3 separate regions of the Sus scrofa genome follow, and regions 1 and 2 are each linked to region 3. A link is a contact called in public Hi-C and HiChIP or PLAC-seq data. All regions are on one chromosome and are shown on one strand. Each heading gives the region's core, a stretch centred on a gene start, on an enhancer-like site or on the middle of the called end of the contact. The rest is flanking DNA. Distances are from core to core; before and after follow the strand shown.

Region 1 (4,021 bases), core at 558-3,057, 220 kb before region 3:
TTTTCCAGTTCCTGAGCCTATTGAGAATTCCATGGTTTTGGAGTGCCCTGGTGGCACAGTGGGTTGAGGGTCCATGGCATTGTCACTGCAGTGGCTCTGGTCACTGCTGTGGCACGGGTTCAATCCTGGCCCGGAAACTTCCACATGCCACAGGTGTGGCAAAAAAAAAAAAGGAGCTGCTGTAATATAGCTATAATATATGTTTGTATGTTTACAATACACTTTTATTCCTTTGAAAAGACTTTGCATCCACAGCGGCAGCGACCAGCGACCAGCGGCTGCTTTATCTTATGAGCTCGATTCATACACTTACCTGGACTTTGTCCAAGTTGAGGAAGTACTTACTCATCCACATTTGGCGGGACCAGCCTTTATTTTAAGGAATATTTCTTAGTAAATGGCATCCCAAGTGGCCCTTTCCTCGTAACCTGGAATCCGATCCCAGATGTCTGACGCCTTTGGCTGGATGTCCTGAAAACCCACTCCTGTCAGCCTTTTGTAGGTAGCAGCTAAGATGGGAGCTATTTGTAGGGCAGTGCTGGGTACTTACAGTGTACATACTAGAATCTGGCAGCAAGAGAATATTGGATCTTTGGGGGTAAAGGAAAAAAAACTATTCAGTACAGTGTATTGCAGGGAAAATACACAATTAGGTCTTCAGATGAGTTTTACCTATTTATCTCTCCTGGAAATTACAACAGGGAAAAAATGAATTCAAGTAAATGCCAAGTTCTATTAAGTAATTAAGAGGAGTAATTTTCCTTTAAAGAGAACAGACAGAGCAATTATCAATAATTGTTGATTTAATGCCAAGTCTCCGTGGTCCTGTAACCTGAATTTACAACATCCAGGAATGATGCAGAGAGGATTTTTTCATGCACTCCATTCCCATGATCACATGTGACTGTATAGGCCAGGGCCTTCAGGGAGGCAAGCCAGGTAGAAATGATACGAGAACAAAAAAGGAGAACAGATATCAGTCTCTGCCTAGAAAATCACAATGTGGTCTGCTAGGTATTGAGCTTTAATGGCAAGCAAACTTTATTCTCTATCAGTTCAGGCTGAGTGTGCACTGAGGTATGGGGTTAGGACTTCAACAAATGGTTTTTGGGGGAGCATAGTTCGACCCATAACACCTCCTTACCTTTGTGGCTTTCAACAAGCTAGTGACTCCATGTTTCCATAATAAGTAATGTACCCAAAGGGGGACAAATACACATCGTAATAGTGGACAGCATAATCTAGTGTATGAGATAAAATTATTCTTTGAGGATACCCCTCTACAAAGATCTCTGGACAGTAAGGTATCAGCCAACTTCTCTCTCAGCAGGAAATGCACTGGTGACAACTGCAGGCTTACCTTGAGCCCTTCAGTTGGAACACTCAAGAGGATCTGACACAGGATCGGATTACCTGATTGATTGATTATGCTTATTGCGGCCAAAATGCACACCAGCTTAAACTTAAATCCCAGCAATATAACTTTTCCTTAATGCACACCAGCTTAAACTTAAATCCCAGCAATATAACTTTTCCTTTGTTTTGCCCAAGGGGTTAATTCACAGAAGCAACGGTTACCAAACGTTGCCTTGTGAAGCTGAATGCTGAAACCCGCAAATACTAAGCAGTGATGAAGAACCCAGGTGACAGGCTTTGAAAATACTAAGCAGTGATGAATAACTCAGGTAACAGGCCACCCCCGCAGCGCCGCCGCAAGACTCCGCTAAACTGACAGCGACTCCACCCTCTGTCCGAAGCCCGAGGCCGCGCAGGCGCAAAAGCGGCCAGAGAGAGCAGGCGCCTGCCGATGGCGTCATAGGGCGGTGCGAGCTCGCAGCACGTGAGTGAGGCGCTGGGAAAGCAGTAGAGGCATCTGCACGCAAGCAATCCGTCTCTGGCGTGATGAACTGTTGCGGGCTTTTCCTGCGCTCGGCGGCGGCGGCGCGCTCCTGCCGAGCCCTCGTGGCCTTTGCCGAGAGCCGGCGACTGCTGCGCACCAGTCAGCCCAGCCGAGCTTTCGCCAAGGAGCTCTTCCTGGGCAGAATCGAGAAGGTAATGCAGAACCTCCCGGTCGTCCTTGCTCTCTACCTCTTGCTTTCTGCCCTTTTCGGGAAGGCCGGTCGATCCCGGTCAAAGTCTCCACAACTGCCTGACAAACGCTCATGCGAGCAGGTGTGCTAACTCTTCGACTCCCCTGCAGGCGGGGCCGGTGTTCTAACTAAGGTCTCCAGGTCGCTTTGGGAAACCCCAGGCGAGGTGGACGCTAAGCAACCCTCGACGCAGTGTTCTGGCCCCGAACTTTGGGGGCCTTCCTCTCTAATTCCTTCACACAGTCCACGCCCAGCCGCCCCTCTGTCGGCTTCCACAGCCAAGTCCCCGCGCCTCACCCCGCCTATCAGGTTCCTCTGAAGACCGGTCCCCAGGCGCCTTCCCCACCCAACCCTTAGTAGCCGTTTGCACTAAGCACTTACCAGGCTCTTAACAGTCGAAAGACTTGGATTTAACATTGGCTCTGTGACTTTAGGCCCCAGTTCTTTCAAACTTCAAATGGATCTAGCGTTGTGTTCTGCCCTCACAGATGTGTTGCAAAGCCCCAGTGAGATGTATATGTGTGGAAATGCATTTAAACTGTACGATACGGTGCAGATGCAAGAGGCAGCAGAGTAAGTGGTCAGTGCTGGCTTCAGTACCTGCTAGTCCCGTGCGTTGGGGTTACTACTGTGAAGTGCCTCCGTGTGATCATACACAAAATAGGAGCAAAAACTGTTCTCGACTCCCTCCTGTAGGTTCCCCCCAAACAACAACAAAAAAGATATGTAAAGCACTTTGAGCTTGGCTGGAATCTGTGCATCCTTGATGTAGCTGATATGTATTAGGGAGTTAGTCCCTGGTTTCTCTAGAACATTCTCTAAGGTGGTCAGGCATTACAAATGCAGAAGCTGACACTCAGACTGGAGTGATTTGCCCTGGTAGGAAGTACAAAACTAGGCCTTTAAAGTTAGGGAAACCATTTTTCCCAGAACCTGAAGCTGTGTGGTCCTGGGACCTTGTGCTTTGCCGCCAAGGTGAAGAAAGAACACAAATCTTTCTTGCTTCTTTTACTCCAAACCTCTGGCAGCACCTCCTCATCCTCATCTCACCTGTTGGCTTTGCTTCCCTTTGTTCTGAGAAAATATGTGCTGTCAGGTCAGAACTTCCACCCCACCCCCACCATGTGTGCCCATGTGGTCTACCTTCTCTATCAACGTGGGTGGACCTTAACTTCCAGCAAAAGCCACCTAGACCCCAAGTCTTTTCAACTACTCCAGGGCCTTAATTGTCTCCTTTCTCTTCTGCATCATCACTTGTTACCTTCCGCTGCAGCTTGAACGCATACCATTCAGGCTTTGACCAGTCCACTGGTGCTCTCTCATGCACGCCTGTAGTGACCTCCTTGTTGTTGCATCTGTGGTCTTGTTCTCTTGGAAAGGTACTTTGTCTCCTCAGAGAAGGAATTCAGAAACGAGATGGAAATTCAGAAAGTGAAGTGAGGATTTATTTAAGTGAAAATACACCCCAAAAGGATGGGCAGGCAGACAGGCGAACAGCTGCCCTGGGTGTCATTGGCAGGATGGTTCTGAGGGGTGTGCAAATGAGTGGTCAAATACTCATTGGAAGGAGGGACTTGGGTTTGTATCCCCTGATTTTCATTCCCTCTCCACTTTCCCGAAGGGAGGAGGGATGTTTGTCCTTATTTAGCCTTGATTGGAAGTATCAAGACGTCTCTCCATCATGGAACTTATTATTTGCAAGGCTTATTTTCTTATAATTAGGTCATGTTGAGCAACAGGTTACATTTTGATTCTGCAGATTCATGCCTTTACCCATCATTCTTTGTCTGCCTTCAGGACACTTAACACCCCAAATATGTGGTTTCTTGCCATTTCTGGAGGTTCCTGCTTTTCATTGTCCCCCATGGACCCTCGCTGTTTACAAGATACATGGTTTCCTGCCACCTGGCCTGGTGCTTCCTTTTCTCTGC
Region 2 (4,515 bases), core at 1,033-3,532, 140 kb after region 3:
TGCCTGGGCCCTACTTCTACCCTCCCCATTGCCCTGTGATACTATGTGGAAGTCACACCTTCCTCGTGAACCGTCGGAAACTCCTTTCCAAGCCTCTGTATTCAAACCAATTAGGAATCATTGAGGGCTTTGTTTTTTGTTTTGTGTGTGTGTGTGTTTTTTTGTTTTTGTTTCTTTTTTTAAGGTTTAACCCCTGCCCCAAGATTGCTGGGGGTAAGTTTTTAAATAGAGTGACATTATCTTGTCCTGGAACTTGCTGCCGTGCCTGCAGGGAAGGGATATCGCAAGTGAATAAAGTGCACACACCACCTCTTGAATCTATCTGCTAAGAAACCATCTTATTCCTATAAATAAATCAGCATGTATTTATTGAACAACTGCTATTTCTTTTTTTTTTTCTTTTGGTCTTTTTGCCTTTTCTAGGGCCACTCCTTCGGCATATGGAGGTTCCCAGGCTAGGGGTTGAATCGGAGCTGTAGCCACCGGCCTTCGCCAGAGCCACAGCAGCACGGGATCCGAGCTGCGTCTGCGACCTACACCACAGGTCACGGCAACGCTGGATCCTTAACCCACTGAGCGAGGGCAGGGATCAAAGCTGCAGCCTCATGGTTCCTAGTCAGATTTATTAACCACTACGCCACAACAGGAACTCCAGAACAACTGCTATTTCTGCAGGCTCATGCTTAGTGGTCCGGCTTCCCTACTTCCAAGAACACTTTTCCACCCCCTCCCCTTGCACCCGCAGCCCTTTGGCCATTGTACTTAGCCTGAGGCAAGACCCTGTTGCTGGTCTCTATCTGAGCCCACACCCAGGAGCAGCAGCAGTGCATGTTTGATGAGGGAATGACAGCAGTAGCAGAAGTTGTTTGTGCCCTTAAACTACCCTCCTTTTCTAAATCAGTGAGGCCTGAGGATTTGGTGGATTACCTGGCTTTTGCCTAACCTCAGGCCTGTGGTGAGGTGTACACTGGGGTTTCCCTGCTGGGAAATAGCCCATAGAGAGCACAAGTCTCTGGGGGTGTTTTTTTGGCTGCTCCCGCAGCATGCAAAAGTTCCTAAGCCATGGAGTTCCCGTTGTGGCTCAGTGGTTAACGAACCCGACTAGTATTCATGAGGATGCAGGTTCAATCCCCGGCCTCACTCAGTGGGTTAAGGATCCTGCATTGCCGTGGCTGTGGCGTAGGCCGGTAGCTACAGCTTCAATTCAACTCCTAGCCTGGGAACCTCCCTATGCCACAGGTGCAGCCTTAAAGAGACAAAAAAAAAGTTCCCAGGCCAGGGATAGAACCCCACACCACAGCAGTGACAATGCTGGCTCCTTAACCTCTGCACAAGGCAACTCCCAGAAGTCTGTTTATGTCCCAAGGGAGCAGGCTCAGCGGCCAACCCCTGCTGAGCCTTTAAACTCAAGCCAGATGGTTTTGCCAATTTTGTGGCTGAAATACACCTGTAAAGCCTATTTTTTGTTCTTTTTAGGGCCGCACCTGTGGCATATGGAAGTTCCTAGGCTAGGGGTCGAATCACAGCTACAGCTGCCAGCCTATGCCACAGCAACGCAGGATCCGAGCCACAACTTCGCCCTACACCATAGCTCATAGCAGCACTGGATCCTTAACCCACTGAACGAGGCCAGGGGCCTAACCCACATCTTCATGGATCTTAGTCTGGTTCCTTAATTCTGAACCAGGAAGGGAACTAACCCTCCCTCCCCCTTTTTTAACTCTAGGCCTCAGCTTTGGGTGTAGGGGGAGAGATGAGGGCCCTGGAAATTGCTCTGGTGCTCAAGGGGTTTGAGAGTGACTTGTGTGATTGATGCAAGTTTTCTGATGGTTTTTCAATTTTTGCCCAAACTATGAAGCAGTTAGTAGGACTGTGAAGTAAGGGAAACGTTTTCTGACTTCACCCCTACAGAGAAGGGCCCTTCAGACCCTAGGGTCCCCTCTAGGTGTCCTGGGGACTCTTCCAGGCCACAATCCCCAGGTTCGCTCTGGAAAGGGAGTTAACTCCGAAGGGGAACGGCCCACACGGAGGACGTGGAGCCCCGAAAACCCTGGGATCGAGGAGTCCTCAAAGGCAATCAGAGGGTCCTCCTCGAGCGCTTTCCGAAGAGCCAGGTTGGGGAGCCCTGTCTCTGGTCAGGGTGGAGGAGGGGAAAAAGTGCCCGAGTGAAGCTGGCCTCGCGGGGCCGGCCTGCTGGGGGCGGGGCTTAGCGCGGAGAGAGGCGCGGGCGCCGAGCCTGAGGTGAGGCGGGTTGAATACTGCCGAGGCGGGACCCGAGGCGCGGCTAAGGCGGGACCGGCGGGCGGAAGAGGTGGGGGTGAGGCGGGACTAGCGGGAGGCGGGAGGCCCCGGGAGCTAGGGGAGGGGAGGGGCGGGCGGAGGCCCAGGCCAAGAGCTGGCGTCGAGCGGCTGGAACCGTCCCCTAGTGCAGGAACCTGCGGTGTGAGGTGCGGCGGTGTGAGCGGCGGCACAGAGCATGTGCGGGCGGACGTCCTGCCACCTGCCCTTGGAGGCCCTCACCCGGGCCTGCGCCTACCGGGACCGGCAGGGCCGCCAGCAGCTCCCGGAATGGAGGGACCCTGACCGGTACTACCCCTCGTACAACAAGAGCCCGCGGTCCAGCACGCCGGTGCTCCTGTCGCGGCGGCACCTGGAGAAGGTGAGCGCTCCCCCCGCGCCGGCTTCTGGCTCCGCGGCCCCCCTCCTGCACGCCGACTTTATGTGCGCCTGTGTCCAAAGACACTTTTTAAGACAGCGTCCTTCAGACCTCACTGGTCATCAGGATCATTTCAGTATCTGTTTTCAAAAAAAGGAAAGTAAAAAGGGATTTCCTCGCCTCTTATCGTCCAGCTAAACCAGAATCTTAATCGCGCGATTAAGACTAGCGAATCTCAAAAAAAAAAAAAACAAAACAAAAAGACTAGCGAATCTCAAAGACCTTTTTGTTTTTTGTTGTTGTTGTTGTGTTTTTGCCATTTCTTGGGCCGCTCCCGGGGCATATGGAGGTTCCCAGGCTAGGGGTCCAGCCTACGCCAGAGCCACAGCAGCGCGGGATGCGAGCTGCGTCTGCAACCTACACCACAGCTCACGGCAACGCCGGATCCTTAACCCACTGAGCAAGGCCAGGGATCGAAGCTGCAACCTCATGGTTCCTAGTCGGATTCGTTAACCACAGAGCCACAACGGGAACTCCTGTTTTGATGTTTCTTGAACCGTGAAGTTTGTATGCCTTCTGCTTGCGTTTTCAATCTTTTTATGTTTGTCTTTTACTGGGGCTACAGTCTGAGGTGTTTGGTTTGGTAATCTGAAGTTTGGTTGCATTCATTGTTTTTATAGTGTCTATCCCCATAGCGTTGGAATGGTCAATAATTTATAATCATGTTTTGGTTCTTACCTCCTGAAAAAGAGTGTGTGTTTGTATGTATACATGCATATACACATGCAGTGTAATAAAAACGTTTATTAATAGTTTCTCCTTGTCTTAAATATTTTAAATATGTTGATATGTTTTTTAAAAAACATGTTTGATTTTTTTCCATCCTGGATTTTTATTTGGCCCATAATGCTTAGATCACTCTGTAAAGTTGATTATACCCCTGTCACATATACTTCAGAACTGTGGTGATAATACGGTCATCAAAAGAGAGATTTTATGTTATAGGATCAAGTTATTTTGAAATAAACCACCAGATTTTTTTGGTTGAATGAAGCCATTTACATGAAGTAGTTTATTCTTGAGCCAACAGTGGATGCATACTTCCCTGTTGAAACTAAGAAGACTTTTTTAATGAGAGGAAAATAAAAATAAAATAAATGTCATGGGGAACCTTGACTGGAAAAGGAAAAAAAAAAGTTTCAGAGGAAGGCATAATTTGAAGAGAGAGGAGAGTTAAGTGTATGAGGTTTATTATGTTTAAGCCTTGGTTCTCTTTGTACCACCTCTTTAGAATTGCAGAATGGATGTTAGCTCAAAGACATTTTTTTAACAGATGTAAAGACAAAAGTATAGAAATTGTGACTTGTCCTAGGTTACCCAATCAGTGAAGTACAGAGCCAGAACTGAGGTCCAGTCCACTGTCCCCACTCCAGTGGATACTCCCTGCAACTAGGAATGGGGAAAGTGGGGCCCTTAAGCTTGCCTAGCCCCTCTTCTGTTAGTGGCATGAAATTGCCGATGTAGTGTTTTGACTCCACATCTCTAGCAAATTTTGTAAAGATTGCTAGCGTTTCCTAATTTTGATAAATATTTGAGGTTTCGTTTTTTGAAACCTGTAAATTATAAACCGAAAATAGAACCATTTTAGCAGATCATGAATCCATATTATAGTGGCCTGTACTTGTGTATAGATTGTAACATTTGCATTTGAAACCAACGGTTTGCAAATTACTTCCTCTTTCATTTATTTAACCCCAGTGTTCCCAGCTGTTCTGGCCACAAGTTCATGAGAGTAGAGGAAAAGATGACTAATGTTGAGCAACATTTTCAGCATTTTGGCTTACAAGCCACTTTCTATT
Region 3 (4,010 bases), core at 662-3,161:
TGCATTGCATAACCTGTGCTCAGCACACAGTACACACTCAGCACAGGTTATCTTGCCAGGTAAACAGGAACACCCTGCCCCCTCCTTGACCACCGTAGCCACCAGGGGAGGGAGAGCAGGTTTGTTTATGCCTATCCGTCAACTCGCCACTTCCCCATGGCTCTGGCATTATCTCAGGACACAAACTCACCCGAGGACACACTCCACCCATCCCACAGCCCTTCCCTCGTCACCTGCTCTAAAGGGTGGTCCTGAATAATGACTCAAAGCTGCCTGCCAGACCTTGTTCTATTTTTTCTATCCTAAGAAGACCAAAAACACACAGAAACCAAAACAAAACAAAAACGGAAAACAAAAACCAACCCTTCAGGGAGGGAGTTTTTGCTTCCTGTCACATCTACTCCAGAGGCACTGTGGTCATGTAAAGAGTGTTGGCTGAGTTTTGCTCCACGGTGGGGCAGGAGGGAGGCAACACCCAGAAATTATCCCAATTTTGCAGAAACAAAGAGCTAAGCATCCTGGCAAAAGGCAACGGATAGCAGGCCTATAGCAGCCCAGGGAGGCTGAGCTCCACAGCAGCAGGCTCAAGGGACCCAATACAACCATCCGGCTCAACTCGAAAACACGGAGATAACAGGAGAGACACTTGCCCTGTGCAGTCCCTGTCCAGGGCTCTTAGGCGCTGGCTGGGGAAGTGGGAACTCAAAACCTTGAGAGAAAGGAAAGGATTTCCGAGCAGCGCAGTTAAGTCAAGTTACGGAGCAAGAACAATATAGTCTCTTGCTCTACTAGGAAGGCTGGCACCCAGGTGAAGAAACTGATTCATTAATCACCAATGTTAGTTATCAAACAATTGCTAGGATACTGAGACAGCTACATCTCGCTGTTTCTGTGCGGAGCCATTGCCAGCGCTCGGTCCTCTCCCCCACCTTCCGGTGTCTAGTGAAGTTTTCAGTTCCTACGAGCTGAGCTGGGGGAGGGGACCCAGGCTGGCCCAGGCCGAGTAAAGTTCCACCACCAGGTCCACAAAGAGACTGCAGGGAGGCGTGGCCAGGCCGGAAATTCTGACAAAAAGTTTTGGCCCTCCGGCCCTACAAGCAACTACTTCCTGGTCCCGCCTAGTCGTGGAGGGGGGGTGTCCCCTTCTGCCTAGGGTCCCCACCCGAGGGCCGAATTGGAGACTCCGATCGTGGTGGGGCAGGGCCAGGACGGCCAGGAGCCCCCCCTTGTGCCGGTGCCCTAGGCGCTCCGCCTGCCGGCGCTGGATAAGCTATTTTGGAGCAAAGTCCCCCCGGCGTGCAGCTCTGGAGGGCAGGGCCTCCCCCTCCGCACTCCCCCCAGCGCACGCACCCACGCACCCCGAGGCGGGCGCTGTGCGCACGGAAGCCAAGGCCCAGGCCTGCTCGGACGCGAGGACGGGGAGGGGGCTAGCGGGGGCGCTGGCCGCTGCAGAGCAGTCGGGGAACTAGCCGCGGCCCCCGCCCCACGGAGGGGACCCTCCAGGGTCCTGACGTCCCTAGTGCCCCGGGGCCCGGCTGCACGGCGGCCCAGGCCGGGACTCCCACCTTGACCCGCTGGCCCTGGATCTCCAGCGTCTTCATGGTGAAGTCCACGCCGATGGTGCTGCCCTGGCGCTCCGAGAAGGCGCCGGTCTTGAAGCGCTGCACTACGCACGTCTTGCCTACGCTCGCGTCGCCCACCAGCACCAGCTTGAACAGGAAATCGTACTGCTCGTCCGGGTCCCCAGGGCCCGGCCCCGCCATGGCCTCGGGAGCCCAAGGGCCGGCACTCTGGACGCTGGGGCGGCCTGGGCTCACGCAAGCCGCGGACCGCCTGGCGACGTGGAAGCGCCGCAACACCTGGAGAAGGGACGCCACCGCCCGCTATGCCCGGGCCCGCCCCACCTGCCCCGCCCCGCAGCCGCGGTTCCGCCCCGGACTCGCCTGGTCCAGCCCTCTACTTAGCGACAGGCCAATCCGGATCTCAGGGCCGCTTTGGGTACTGCCCAGGACACGCCCCTTCCGGACTCCGCCCCCAGACCGCCTGCCATCAGACCCCGCCCCCATCCGTACTGCAGCCTCAGTACTGCCTCTCAGGACCGCCTCCAATGAGACTCCGCCCTCAGACAAGACCCAATCAGAATCCATTTCAGAACCCCCCCTCACCCTTACCCCGGCAAGACCCCTCCCCAATCCCGGCTCTCGGTCCCGCCCCCATTGCCAATGAGCCCTCGGGGATGCCCTCAGCGGGTTAGCACTTCTCGGCTCCGCCCTTAATCCCGCTCACAGCCCAACTCCTCCAGTAGCACCACTCCCTGCACCCGCCTAGCGCCCACAGACTTTGTATGCCTCCCGCTCCCGAGACCTGGCCCATAGCTGGGCTCCCCTACCTGCCTGGCCTCTCCTACCTGAGCTCTCCCAGACCTACATTCAGGAGCGAACTCGAGGGAAGGTGAGGTCTCTGAGACACGTTAACCTAGCCCTTGGACGCAAAATGGCCTCTTCTAGGATGGATCTCTGGGGAAGGGACAGCCAGTGCTCACACCAATAGCACCGACAGGGATCCCCTCCAACAGAGGATGCCATAAGTGGTGGCATTTTCCCATGTTGAATAAGGAAAAGGAGACAAAGAAGGCTTCGGTGAGGCCAAAAACTAAGCTGGCTACAAAACTGGGCCAGAATCCTTGTGGGGAAGGGGCCTGAGGGCTATGTGCTCAAGGTGACACCCCCACCCCAGCCAGGTTTCTGGGAGAGTGGAAGTGGGAGACCCATTTCGTGGGAGGCTAGGCCAGGAGGAGGTGGGGGATCCCAAGCCCAAAAGGCAGCCCACAGTGGTAGAGGGAGCTGCCCAAACATCTCAGGATGGGGACACAGGCCTAGGGGGAACTGACCCACCTGATAAGCATCAAAGATTGTCCTGAGGAGTTCCTGTCCTGGCTCATCAGAAACAAATCCGACTAGGAACCATGAGGTTGCTGGTTCAATCCCTGGCCTCGTTCAGTGGGTTAAGGACCCAGTGTTGCTGTGAGTTGTGGCGTAGGTTGCAGATGCGGCTTGGACCTGGCGTTGCTGTGGCTGTGGTTGTGGCTGGCAGCAACAGCTCCGATTAGACCCCTAGCCTGGGAATCTCCTTGTGCCGCGGGTGTGGCCCTCAAAAGACAAAAAAAAAAAAAAAAAAAGATTGTTCTCAGCGGAGGAAGAAGGGAGGTTCAGGGAGAATTCTGTGGAAGGGACAGACCCATTCTGGGATGGACCAGTGAACCAGGGCTCCTCAGAGAGAGGAGACCTAGATGTCTGTGAGAAGCTTAAAATAGATCAAATAGGATGTATTCCCCAAAAGGCTCCCCAGTTACTAAGATGGAAGGGAACTGAGAATAGTCCTGCCCTCCATAGGCAGCCCCTTACCAAGGGGCTGCAGCCCTCCAATTCCATATAATTTTAAAATCTGATTAATGCCTGCTGCTGGTCAGGTACTCTTCCAAGGCCTTGGAATACATCAGTGACCAAAGCAGAGAAAAATCCACACCCTTCCCATAACTTAAGGAGACCACGGAGAGCAAGTCCACCAGGACCAGTAGTGCCCCAGAATCCTGACCAGCTTTACTAGCCAGGTGGGAAGAGAATGGACCAGGACACAAAGGCAGACTGATAGAGAAGGTGAAGGGTTACTGAACTTCACTGCCATGGGAAACACCCAAATGAAAGGAGCCCCCAAGTGCCATGGAAAAGCAGATCTAGGAGCCCAGATTTGTTACATCAGATTGGAGCCACAGGACACAAGTCCCTCCAAGTAGACTGGAGGATAGTTAGTGGAGACTTCCACATGCTGGGTTGTCTCTGGGGAGGGGGACAGGTTAAAGCCCAGGATCCCACAAAGCAATGTGTGCCTCAAACTGTAAATGGCCACCTGCAGCACCAGATGGGAGGGAAGGGAAAAGTGGGTCCAGGAGACAGGATGGGCTGAGGTCCCACCAACAGGAGGCAGGGGGAGAGGAAGGAAGAAGATTGGGC

Evidence for each region. A called contact is a pair of places that touch in the nucleus more often than the background predicts. HiChIP or PLAC-seq counts read pairs in DNA pulled down with a chosen protein or histone mark.
Region 1: a contact with region 3 is called in a Hi-C map of liver, with 4 times the contacts expected there. The contact joins the promoter of ACAD9 here to the promoter of RAB43 in region 3. A contact is called at or near these places in 1 of 5 promoter capture datasets (liver) and 3 of 47 Hi-C or Micro-C datasets (embryonic fibroblasts, liver and skeletal muscle).
Region 2: a contact with region 3 is called in an H3K27ac HiChIP or PLAC-seq map of alveolar macrophages. The contact joins the promoter of HMCES here to the promoter of RAB43 in region 3. A contact is called at or near these places in 1 of 5 promoter capture datasets (fetal skeletal muscle), 2 of 47 Hi-C or Micro-C datasets (heart right ventricle and skeletal muscle) and 1 of 2 datasets of contacts at active chromatin or transcription factors (alveolar macrophages).

Annotation. Positions count from the first base shown.
Region 1 is chr13:71,373,119-71,377,139 of Sscrofa11.1, forward strand. It overlaps ACAD9 (acyl-CoA dehydrogenase family member 9, mitochondrial), which reads left to right and starts at 1,808. Exons shown (of 18, transcript XM_021069406.1): 1 at 1,808-2,052. The coding sequence starts at 1,903.
Region 2 is chr13:71,730,029-71,734,543 of Sscrofa11.1, forward strand. HMCES (embryonic stem cell-specific 5-hydroxymethylcytosine-binding protein) reads left to right here and starts at 2,283. Exons shown (of 6, transcript XM_013980659.2): 1 at 2,283-2,659. The coding sequence starts at 2,477. It overlaps COPG1 (coatomer subunit gamma-1), which reads left to right. Exons shown (of 25, transcript XM_021069417.1): 25 at 1-374.
Region 3 is chr13:71,594,407-71,598,416 of Sscrofa11.1, forward strand. RAB43 (ras-related protein Rab-43) reads right to left here and starts at 1,912. Exons shown (of 3, transcript XM_021069416.1): 1 at 1,566-1,912. The coding sequence starts at 1,763.